Linked DNA regions of Ovis aries: region 1 is linked to region 2. The links are chromatin contacts, called in public Hi-C maps. All regions are on one chromosome and are shown on one strand. The core of a region is the stretch at or near the end of the contact, and the rest is flanking DNA. Distances in the headings are between cores, read along the strand shown. Region 1 holds the start of SGO1 (shugoshin 1). Region 2 holds the start of KAT2B (lysine acetyltransferase 2B).

What was found. A called contact is a pair of places that touch in the nucleus more often than the background predicts.
Region 1: a contact with region 2 is called in a Hi-C map of hypothalamus, with 3 times the contacts expected there. The contact joins the promoter of SGO1 here to the promoter of KAT2B in region 2. A contact is called at or near these places in 5 of 16 Hi-C or Micro-C datasets (blood, hypothalamus, liver and 1 more).

Annotation. Positions count from the first base shown.
Region 1 is chr1:278,417,976-278,424,076 of ARS-UI_Ramb_v3.0, forward strand. It overlaps SGO1 (shugoshin 1), which reads right to left and starts at 3,652. Exons shown (of 8, transcript XM_027962110.3): 1 at 3,491-3,652; 2 at 1,930-2,082; 3 at 1,654-1,847. The coding sequence starts at 3,641.
Region 2 is chr1:278,270,532-278,276,651 of ARS-UI_Ramb_v3.0, forward strand. It overlaps KAT2B (lysine acetyltransferase 2B), which reads left to right and starts at 2,644. Exons shown (of 19, transcript XM_060406810.1): 1 at 2,644-3,176.

The DNA of each region.
Region 1 (6,101 bases), core at 2,402-4,901, 150 kb after region 2:
AGCGGCACATCAAAGGTGGCAGAAAACAAACTGATGCTTTAAATGCTAAGAACGCTCTCACCGAGCAACCAGCGCTTTCTATTACTAAAAAACCATGGATCAATGTGAAAAGGTCTATAATAAAAGAACTTTTCACCAGTTTTTGTGATTATCTTATTGAATATTCACTTCACACTATTCTGTGTGATTTCAGCAAAAATCTGGAAAGGGAAGAGGAAGATTCAAATGTCTCTGGAGAAATGTTTTTCCTCACTAGTTAACCAAACAAGAAAAAATATTAGGAAAGATTACATTTTGAGGGAAAAAAAATTTTTTTTAATAATCTAACCCTTACACAAAGGCTAAAAAGAAAAAAAATCTAACCTTTACAGGTGACTCTCTACCGCACTACAATGCACACATCGCGTGCGTGTGTGTGTGCATTCTATGCATTATGCACAGAAGAGACACGGAGTCACCTTAGCTGCAGGGAAGCAGGACCCCTTTCACTGACCCCTCCTCTAGGTGGAGAGAGGACTTAACTCCTCTCTTGAGCCCACCCCCCCCCAAGCACTAGGCTCCGGCTTCTGCTGCCCTAGGTGCCAGCACAGCTGTCTTCACTGGTGTGGCAAACAGACGGACACCTAAGTGTTTCCACGTGGCTTCTTCTCTGCCCCATGGAGTGTCCCTGGCAGTGGCCTTTAGGAAAATGAGAGGAGAGACTGACCCACAGAAGATCCGAAACCAAACCTCCTCCGTGTGTTGTTTTAGCTGGCCTTTCTAAACATCCCTGGACACAAACAGAATCAGATTAAAAGCTGACAGCAAAATGTTCAAGATATTTCTTGTTCGGCAGTTAATGTATAGTTGTCCTGAAGGAACTCAGTCCTGAATATTCACTGGAGGGACTGACGCTGAAGCTGAAACTCCCATACTCTGGCCATCTGATGTGAAGAATTGACTCACTGGAAAAGACCCTGATGCTGGGAAAGATTGAAGGCGGGAGAAGGGGATGACAGAGGATAAGATGGTTGGATGGCATCACTGACTCGATGGACATGGGTTTGGGTAGACTCCGGCAGTTGGTGATGGACAGGGAGGCCTGGCGTGTTGCGGTTCATGGTGTTGCAGAGTCGGACACGACTGAGCGACTGAACTGATCTGTCCTAAGTTAGCCAACTAGTAGGTAAAAACGATTCTCCATAAAGTACTTACCTACTTCTCATCTCCCCAGTTAAGGCAGTCCTTAAATAACCCCGCTGGTGTAGCGAAGCCACATAGGAAAGCTAAGACTGACAGCACTGACTAACACTTCTGCGCCACGAGGCTTCCACCACCACTCCCAGACCTTCAGCTCACTTGCCCTCCCTCTGACTCACTTTGCTGACCGTTCGAAGGGCCTGGCCATGCAAGAGGCTAAACTGTTTCTTTTATGCCTTGTCTTGCTGCACCCTTTCGGAAGCAAGTCATAGGAGTATCACCAGTATGCTTGAAGCATTCTTAACTGGCCACACACAGCTACGGGGCTAGGGCACTGAGAAAAGACGTTCTGACCAACTCACAAATAACAGAGCTATCAGTACAATTAATGTAAAAAATACGATTGCTCTAAATTGCTAATTTAAGGCTTTAACATTTTCTTCCTAAGAAATCCAGCCTTCCCGATGAAAATACCTGAGCAGGTTCTTCTGTCTGTTGTGACATAAGTTTATTTTTCAGTGTGTACAGCTGATAGCTGAGGAAGTAACATTCTCTCCTCAGCTTTAAGATGACATCGTGGGCTTCTTTCAATTTGGACTTTTCATTTTCCAAAGCTAAGGCTAACATTCTGTTGTTGTCTTCATAGCTTAGCACTTTGGAAGTGTTGGCTAAAAGAAAACAAAAATTTTTTTATTGGTAATTAAATCTAATCTTAAAAAGTGATGTACAGGAAGCATGAAAGTCTCTTACTGATTGTTTGGCATGGCGCAATGATCAAAGACTTTCGTTTAATCTCTGTCAAATTTTTACTCCTTTTCTCTTTTATTTGTTTCTTTATGTCTTCAAGACTATCTTGAAAAGACTTTTTGAGGCATCTCTCCTTGGCCATCTTCTGCTCTAGGACTTTAAAAATAACAAATAATTTAATTTTTGAAGGTGTGGTATCAAATATAAAACAAAATTGAAAACACAGGCTGTCCATAAAAAATGATTAGAGCCTTTGTAACTGCAGAATCAGCCCAAAATAGATAGCTAATCTGGTAATAACCTACATTTTGCAGCTTTTAAATTACATTAATATCTGCGGCACAATTTTATCCTCCTCAGGTACTCTATAGGAAAGGTTTAATCAATAAGATTTCCAACCTAAAGACTCTGTAACATGCCACTTATTAATTCTGTAACAAATACTGGGAGCTTACTATATACTAGGCACTATGATGGCATCAGTATTTTGCTACTAAATACAGACTACTTTGCATGAACACCTTTTGCCCTACATTGTACTTTGCAGATCTTAAAATTACAAAAAAAAATTTCTAGTTTCCTATGGCAATCTATATACATAAGTTTTCACTACAAAGCACATCTTCATCTCCTCTGAGTTTGTCAAATGTTTTCCTGAACCTTACATTTTCTTGAGTATTTTCTCCAGGCGTTCCTTATTTTCCTCTGGGCTCTTAAATACGGATACTGTAGATTTCATTTAACTATTTTTTCTGCCAATACAGATATATATACTGGGATGTTTCCAGGACAGCCAAGACAACTACTATTTTTAAAGCGCTGACATTAAGTAGGATGTATAAAACACCCTACCTACCACAAGGAAGTTTCTTTAGTTCAAACCTGGAGATGTTTGCGAGCCAGACAAATTAGGCAACTAAGCAAGTTGGCTTAGTTATTTTAAAAGCACAGTCTATCTTAAAAATTTTCGTTCGTACATTAAGTCAACTTAAAACTAAAAAGGAGATGAGCCCCGTCAGAAGTTTCCTTCCCGCCTGGGCCGACGGTCTTAAGAGGGGGTGTGGCGGCCAGCAGGGCTGGAGAAGTCAGGATAGGGCCGCCCTGGACTGGGGTTTAGGGGTCTGGATTCCAGAGAAGCAGGGCGGGAGCTCTCCACCCGTCGCCCCTGCCGCTGGGCGGCCGGGAAGACCGGCCAGTGCGGCTTCTCCCGAGGGAGAAGCGGCCAAAGCGAAGGACGCCACTAGCTCAGGCTGCCGGCCTGCGGGCCCTTCCGCTCGAGCCTGGGCTTCAAATCCCGCGAACGCTTCACCTCCCGATCTCCGCGGGGCGGGAGGTTCAGGCTCCACTGAGCAGAGGAGGAACTCGGAGAGGGGCGCCGGCCGGGCCGGCCCCAGGCCCGAGCTTCTGGCCGCCGACCGAGAAGGACCGGGAGACCCCGCGGCGGGGGGCGCGGCTCGACGACCGTGGGGCCGGAAAGCCGCGGCCCCCTCCCCGGAGAAGGCAGCCGGGGCTGGCGGGCGTGAGGCCCGCAGACCCGCCTCTCGCGGGACGCCGGGAACGGTACCTGGGCCACGGCTTCCGCCGCAGCTGTCGCTCTGCTCACACCACGCTCCGCGGGAAGGCCGAGCCGCGCGCGCCGGGACCCCCGGGACCCCAGCCTCAGACCTCGGGTCGCGCCGCCGTCCGCGTTCAAACTCTCCGCGGCGCGCGCCCATTGGCCAGCGGTCCCGTGACGCGGCAGCCCGCCCCGGCGTAGGCGAAGCCCCGCCCCCCGGGCGGTGTCGCCTGACGCGATCTCGCGGGGACTGCGCCTTCGCGCGGCCGCGGCCGTTTCCCGCGGGGCGGAGTCTGCGGTCGGGCGCTTTTCGGCCCCCCGCTGTGGGGTTTAGGGGCGGAGCCACCATGACACCTTGAGGGGCGGGGACTTTAGGGAGTGAAAAGCTTCCGGTTTACTGGGCCCACCGCCCATCTTCGAGGTCGAGCGCAAGGGCTCCCTCTGGCGAGAAGAGTCTTCTTCGTGGTTTGCCGGCTGAAGCAGTCAGGCCACTGCATGGAGGCCGTTGAAGGGGTGGGTGGGGTTCTGCAGGCCAGAGTACTGGAGTGGGTAGGTCGTTCCCTTCTCCAGGGGTCTTCCCGACCCAAGGATCGGACCCAGGGCTACCGCATTGCAGGCGGATTCCTTACCTCTGACTGAGCCACCAGGGAAGCTTCAGTTAAAGGGATATGCAAGCCGAAACAGGAGCTTTTGGAGTAGCCGGATTTTGTTAGGGAGGTTGCAGACATCTGAAATATTCAGGTCCAGGTTCTTTCTCTTTGCCTCTCAGAAAATGAGAGTAGCATCTATTGAGTTACCTGCCCAGAAGCCTGGGAAAATCTTCCTGATTTTTCATCATCCCTTAGCTTTCCGTGTCCTATTGGTTACCCAGTCCTGTCAATTCTACTTTCTAAGTATTTCTCAGGTCCACAGTTAGAGCAAAACCAGAAATGAGTGAAGGGACTCTGGCACATACCAGCCAAGAGTTAAACAATGTTGCTTGTTTCTTCAGCGGTTACTGCTAACAAACATTTGTAGCTGGACCCGTCCTTGACAAAGTGGGTTACTCTTTGACTCTGTAGATTATACTCTGCACCTGGCCTTCTTCTCCCCTGTACTCTCTTGTCAGTGCAGTTCACCCGCTCAGTAGTGTCCGACTCTCTTGCTGCTGTTGCTGCTAAGTCGCTTCAGTCGTGTCTGACTCTGTGCGACCCCATAGGCGGCAGCCCACCAGGCTCTGCTGTCCCTGGGATTCTCCAGGCAAGAACACTGGAGTGGGTTGCCATTTCCTTCTCCAGTGCATGAAAGTGAAAAGTGAAAGGGAAGTCGCTCAGTCCTGTCCGACTCTTAGCGACCCCATGGACTGCAGCCCACCAGGCTCCTCCGTCTATGGGATTTTCCAGGCGAGAGTACTGGAGTGGGTTGACTCTCTTGTAGCATTCTGTATTTCAGAAAGAAGGTAATGGGCCTGTAACTTTAGGGACACCAGTCGCAGTTGCTGAGTTGCCTGATGCTAACTGTGGCGTTTTGAAACTTTGCAAAAAAAAAGGCAGGGCCTCCATGAGAATATCAAAACCTCGCCCCATTCTTGAGAGGGGGCGCAATTCTTGAGGCGCTAGCCTTCTGCGTTTCCCTGTTGCCTGGGAAAAACACTGAAGCCACTCTTTCCTGTTTCCTTGAAGCTCTGTCTTTCTGTATTGTATTTCTGTTTGGCTTCGGGGGACAGGGAGCCAGGGTTTTAGCAACCAAACCCTATTTTCCATCCCCTAATCCAAGCAACTGCCTAATTTCTTTCTACGAACTGCTCTGACTGCAAACTCCATTCTGTTGTCAAGGTGTTTTCTCCAAAAGGCGGGCTCTGACCTTTAACAGATTTAAGCTTTCTTCATGTTAGTGTGACCTTACTACTCACATGGTAATGTCAGTGACTGCTTTGTAGCCAATCAGCTACAAACAAGTAAGTTTAATAATTCTACTACTCCAGAAAAGTGGAAATGTTAGTAACTAATCACACAAAAATGAACTCATTCATTCGTGCTTTATGAACTGAGCTGAGTACTGAAAGCTAAGTTTCTAACTACTTCTAGTTTGAAGACTCGTAATTCACCAGAAGAATTGATGCTTTTGGACTGTGGTGTTGGAGAAGACTCTTGAGAGTCCCTTGGACTGCAAGAAAATCCAACTAGTCCATCCTAAAGGAGATCAGTCCTGGGTGTTCATTGGAAGGACTGATGTTGAAGCTGAAGCTCCAGTACTTTGGCCACCTGATGTGAAGAACTGACTCATTTGAAGAGACCCTGATGCTGGGAAAGATTGAGGGCAGGAGGAGAAGGGGATGACGGAGGATGAGATGGTTGGATGGCATCACCCACTCAATGGATGTGGGGTTGAGTAGACTCTGGCAGTTGGTGATAGACAGGGAGGCCTGGTGTGCGGCAGTTCACGGGGTCGCAAAGAGTTGGACATGACTGAGCAACTGAACTGAAGTGAATTCCCAGTTAGTTTCTTAATGAAATATTCATATCAAGTAATGCTGTCTGAATTTTCCTTCGAGAACACTTCTGTGTGCAGGTTCTATATCAGTACCTCTGTGCCTGGGGCCCCAGGGGTACTTACAGTGCTGAGAGGCCTTTCTGGTTCC
Region 2 (6,120 bases), core at 1,394-3,893:
ACTGTTGTTGGGAGTGTGAACTGGTGCAGCCTCTATGGAGAACAATATGAAGGCTCTTTGAAAAATTAAAAATAGAAATACCATACGACTGGGCAATCCCACTCCTAAGCATATATCGAGCTGCTGCTGCTAAGTCGCTTCAGTCGTGTCCGACTCTGTGCGACCCCATAGACGGCAGCCCACCAGGCTCCCCCATCCCTGAGATTCTCCAGGCAAGAACACCGGAGTGGGTTGCTATTTCCTTCTCCAATGCATGAGAGTGAAAAGTGAAAGTTAAGTCGCTCAGTCGTGCCCGACTCCTAGCGACCCCATGGACTGCAGCCCATCAGGCTCCTTTGTCCATGGGATTTTCCAGGCAAGAGTACTGGAGTGGGGATATATCCAGAGGAAACCATAATTCCAAAAAATACACGCACCCCGAATGTTCACTGCAGCACTGTTTATCAGAGCCAGGGCATGGAAGCACCCTAAATGTTCACGCATAGAGAAATGAATAAAGACGTGTCACACAGACGTGCTGGAATATCACTCAGCCGTGAAAAGAGTGAGACAATGCCATGTGCATCACGGACGGACCCAGAGACTGTCATCCCAAGTGAAGCGAGTCAGACACAGGAAGACAGATGCATGGTATCACTTGCATCTGGAATCTTAAAAAGGGTACAAAGGAACTTATTTACAAACCAGAAGTAAAGTCGCAGATGGAGAAAATGAACTTAGTAAAGTCACAGATGGAGAAAATGGACTTATAGCTCCCGAGGGGTTAGGGGGGTGAGGGGTAAACTTGGAGACTGAGACTGACCTATGAACACTACCATATATTACACTATTTGTGATAATATTAACACTACTGTACATGATATACAGAGGATAGCCAGCAGGAAACTACTGCACAGCGCATGGGAACTCTACTCAACGCTCTGCAATCACCTGCACGGAAAAGAGTCTTAGAAAGAGCGGGTGTGTGTAGTGGATAACTGATTTGCTCTGCTGCACACTTGCGATTTGCACAACTGTGAATCAGCTGTACTCTGATAAAAGTTAACAGCAAAGCGGCGGCCACCATCGTCATCATCTGAAAGGTAAAGTGATTGAGAACAAGAGAGAGATGGTCCAAGTTACTCACCTTCTCTGAACCCCAAGTTCCGCATCCCTAAGCTGGGGATACTGTAGTAGCTTGCACGTCCAGGTAAGGATTAGATGGGACACTGCAGAAATGGGCTCATGCAGCGCCTATCAGGTGGTAAGCGTACCTAAGCTGTTAGTTGAAAGCGAAAGTGAAAGTTGCTCAGTTGTGTCCGACCCTTTGCGACCCCATGGACTGTCCCTGGGATTCTCCAGGCCACAGTACTGGAGTGGGTAGCCGGTCCCTTCTCCAGGGGATCTTCCCAACCCAGGGATTAAACCCAGGTGTCACACACTGCAGGCGGATTCTTTACCCACTGAGCCACCAGGGAAGCCCCAAACTGTTCGTTTTTCTTCCTTTATTATTGTTGAGCACTAGAACAAATTTGATTTTCTCATACATCAACTCAGAAATTGGATTCCAGCTGTGAAAACATTCCACGTGTGTGCCTGAAGCCGCGAGGATGTGGCTGGCAGGGCTAACTTCCTGAAGCTTTCATTTGGTTTGCTGAGGACTCACAGCCCAACTTGTAAACCCAATGGTTAGTAAGAATCCGTTAGATTCCTTTAATCAGACCCATATCTCTGGGATGCCCAAGATGGCTCACCAGGCTAGGGAGCGCGCCCGACTTATGCTGTAGGTCAGAATTCTGCAAAAAGAACTGGTAATCTCTAACAACTGAGCTTTTAATTAAGCCATAGCGAGACTCTGCTAAGGTCTCCCGTCAATCCTGCTGGCTCTGTTTTCTTCCAAATTTTAGGCTTGTTTCCATAAGGCAACCAAGTTCCAAATAGGATACGTGAGAGTGGGAAAAAGAGAGGGAGGGAGAGGATGTTTAATCTGATGTCAAGTTTAAGACGAGAGAGGGAAAGGTGTGGGTGGCAGAAAGGGAGCCCTAATGCTCCTTGAACACCCACCATTTGCCAGACGATGTTCTGAGTACTTTTTCTTGTGGACTTTCTTTTATCTTATTTTTTTTTTAATTCAAAAGAATACTTAACCATATGGTCAAAATGTAATTATATTTAAAGTCTATAAAATTTACATGCATGTTTATATTAAAAAGGTAATTTACATGAATATAAAATTGCTTTAATTAAAACTATTTTTTACATTAAAAAATGCTATTTTTCTTCTACCATAGGCAAAGTGACCTTTCAAAACTAAAAAACAAAGTGAAGTCATAATCACTGTCAGATTTTTAGTCAAAGATACTAAAATAAGCTGTTTTATTAGCTTTTTAGAAAATTCAATGTCTTCTTAAATAATTTTATAAAATTGTTCACATTCTTTGCACTCAAAAGTTCATCTATTAATGGAAAAGAAAATCTACTTCATGCTTCCCAGATGTAAGGTTTAGGTGTATAAGCACATACATTTAAGGGCAACATGAATTCTTTACCGTTACAAAATGTCCAGGCACTGTGAGGCATTAGCGAATGCGGGTCTCCTGGAGGAGAAGCTTCAGAACCGCGAACTGAAGGCAAAGGGAAGCCGGAAGCGGCGCCCGGCGCTCTGGGAAACAGCACTTTGTTACGCAAGAGTCTTCTGCATTCCTGCTCAGGAGGAGGATTTGACAAGTTAATTAATTTGTCTTTTCTCTTACCTAAGCATTCCTGCCACTCAAAACTTTCCTGAACTCCCAAACGGTGCCTCGTTCGGATGCAAGACTTCTCAGTATTGTGATGCGGGCGACTTCTGTTTCCAGGCTCCAGGACGAGAGACGCGGGGACCAGGTCTCAAGTGCGGGCTTGCTGCTGCGGGCAGAAGGTGCGTGCTCGGCTCCCCGGGACTGCACCGTCTGGAGCTCACACCAAGTGACAAATGAAAGTGAAACGAAGTTGCTCAGTCGTGTCCGACTCTGCGACCCCGTGGACTGTAGCCTACCAGGCTCCTCTGTCCATGGGATTTTCCAGGCAGTAGTACTGGAGTGGGGTGCCATTTCCTTCTCCAGCGGACCTTCCTGACCCAGGGACGGAATCCAGGTCTCCCGCATTGTAGGCAGACGCCTTACCGTCTGAGCCACCAGGGAAGTCGGACAAACGAAAAGGTGAGTGTTAGCGACTCTGATTCTCCGAGCTGTGGGTCCCAGCACAGGACTCCTCTTGCCTGAGGCTAAGGGTGGTCCTGCTTTAGAAAGGAGTTGAGCAGCTCGCATCTTCCATAGGGGCGTGAAGACTATTCTTAAAAGGCAATACTACAGTGAACTCTCAGTGAAGACTGAGCTAGAAGGCCATGCAATAAGGCCCTCCTTTTGCTCCGAACATCTCACGCGACGGTTTAGAAATAAAATTCAAAGAGAAAGTTTAGTATGATGATGACCGTGATCAGGGCCACCTCACACTATACTCAGTAACTTATTGAGACGCAAAAAAGATGTGCGTGTGACAGGTAAGGTCGGCAAAGCTCACAGAGCGTGTAGCAGAGCACCTTTAGGAGCACGGCTAGGCAAGGAGCTTTTAAACGGGACACACAGAAGCAATGAACCTAAAACACCGACAAATTACATCTTAAAAGGAAAGGCTTCCGATCATTAAAGGACATGACTAAGAGTCAAAGGTAAGTCACAGACCAAGAGGAGAGAGTCACAGCATATGTGGCCATCAGAGAGCTTCCCCGGGGGCTCAGTGGCAAAGAACTGGCCTGCCATAGCAGGAGACAGAGACGCAGGCTCGACCCCTGGGTCGAGAAGGTCCTCTGGAGAAGGAAATGGCAACCCACTGCAGTGTTCTTGCCCAGGAAATCTCATGGACGAGAAGCCTGGTGGGCAAAGTCCAGTGGGGTCACAAAAGAGTCAGACACGACTCAGGGACTAAACAACATAGCCTTTGAAGGATTCAAACCTAGGCTGCACATTGGAAAAAAAAGCGAAGTCGCTTGGTTGTGTCCGGCTCTTGTGACCCCATGAACTGTAGCCTACCAGGCCCCTCTGTCCATGGAATTTCCCAGGCAAGAGTACTGGAGTTGGGTGCCATTTTCTTCTCCAGAGGACCTTCCCAACCCAGGGATCGAACCCAGGTCTCCCACACTGCAGGCAGACGCTTTATCGTCTGAGCCACTAAAAGTCCACCACAAATAATAAAAAAGACAAACTGATTTTAAAATGGGTAGAAGACTAGGGCAGACATTTATTTGACCAAAGAGGATATCCTAAATGCCAATTCACAAAAGACAATGTGCTCAATGCTATTATGCATATTGTAAACGCTAATGAAAATCTCGAGAAAGCAGAGCCACCCTGGCAGTGAAAGTTAAGCAGACTGATGGCACCAGAGCCCAGTGAGGAGGGCGGGTAAGTTGTACAGTCGTTTTGGGGAACTGGCAGGACCTCTTAAAGTTTGACGTGCGCTTTCCCTATGAGCTAGCAACTAACTGCTACCCTAGGTACCTACCCTGGAGAAATGAGCATATTCTGTTAGGGAAAACAGTGACTGAAACCTCCCACCCTAGCCAGGCACCACCGTGACCATCTGCATGAGTCATTTTACAACAGGAGGTCCCGGTAAGGAACACGGCACTCACAAGTCACTACCAACCAGAAGAATCAGGAAAGGTCAAAAGAGAGGACTCGCCAGTCCACGTGTCCTCCCAGAACCCTCCTTGCTGGAATCCATGTTGGCTGAGCGGTGAGGGCCCCCCCCCAGGAGGGGCCCTGGGTCAGAACGATCGGCCACAGACAATCCAAAACAAATCCTCTCACCATAAACCTGGGACCTCGAGCCGGGTGCAGAGCCGTCCTCCCGGGGGCCCTCACCCCGCTGCTCTCGCCCGGGGCCCCTGCCCAGCAACGTCTCCTGCTTTGTCAGCATGTGTCTCCTCGGATAACTCATTTCTGAGCTTAGAGGAGAGCCCACTTTCCAGGTCTCCCTTCCTGCAACAAACAGACATGATAAAAATAGTCTTAGAAATTTTATTCGTAGTAGTCAAAAAAATATATTGGAACTGTTCACCAATAAAAGAAGGAGTAAACACGCGGTACGGTCATGTAATGGAATACTAAACAACAATAAAAAGTAATATACGGGTACATGGAGCAACATGACAGATATCATAATAGTAGTATTCCAAAAAATGCCTGACAATGAGATCCCATGCGCTATGGCCATATTTACATGAAGCTCAAAACCTACAAAACTAATCTTTGATGATGAAGCCAGAATAAAGATTGCCTTAGGGTCCTGACTAGAAGGGAGCAGAAAGAAGTCTCCTTGGGTATTAGGAAAATTCTTTGTATCAGTCTGGAGAGGCCAAGGAAATGCGTTTATGAAAATCCATTAAGCTGGACAGCTAGTGTCAGCGTGCGTGCCCCGGTGCTCACAGGAGCAATGTTTTCGACTATTTGCCGAGATGTGGGAGCAGCCTGAACGTCCTCTGGCAGATGAGTGGATGAAGAAAATGTGGTCGTGCCCGACTCTATGCGGCCGCGTAGACGGCAGCCCGCCAGGCTCCCGCCTCCCTGGGATTCTCCAGGCAAGAGCACTGGAGTGGGCTGCCATTTCCTTCTCCAATGCGTGAAAGTGAAAAGTGAAAGTGAAGTCACTCAGTTGTGTTGACTCTTCGCGACCCCATGGACTGCAGCCCACCAGGCTCTTCCATCCATGGGATTTTCCAGGCAAGAGTACTGCATTGGGGTGCCACTGCCTTCTCTGATATATATACGTAAATACAGAATGAGCTATTAACTATAAAGAAAGGAGACAATGCCTTCTGCTGCGTCGTGGCAGGACCTAGAGGTTATCACACTGACGTCCATCACCTGCTTCTGTTTTGTAAATAAGCTCATTTGCATCAGGTTTTCAGATTCTGCATATGTGAAGTCTGTTAGTTGTTCAGCCACGTCTGACTCTTTGCGGCCCCATGGACTGTAGCCCACCAGGTTCCTCTATCCATGGGATTCTCCAGGCAAGAATCCTGGAGTGGGTGCCATTCTCTTCTCCAGGGGATCTTCCCGACCCAGGGATCGAACCCTGGGTCTCCTGCATCACAGGCAGATT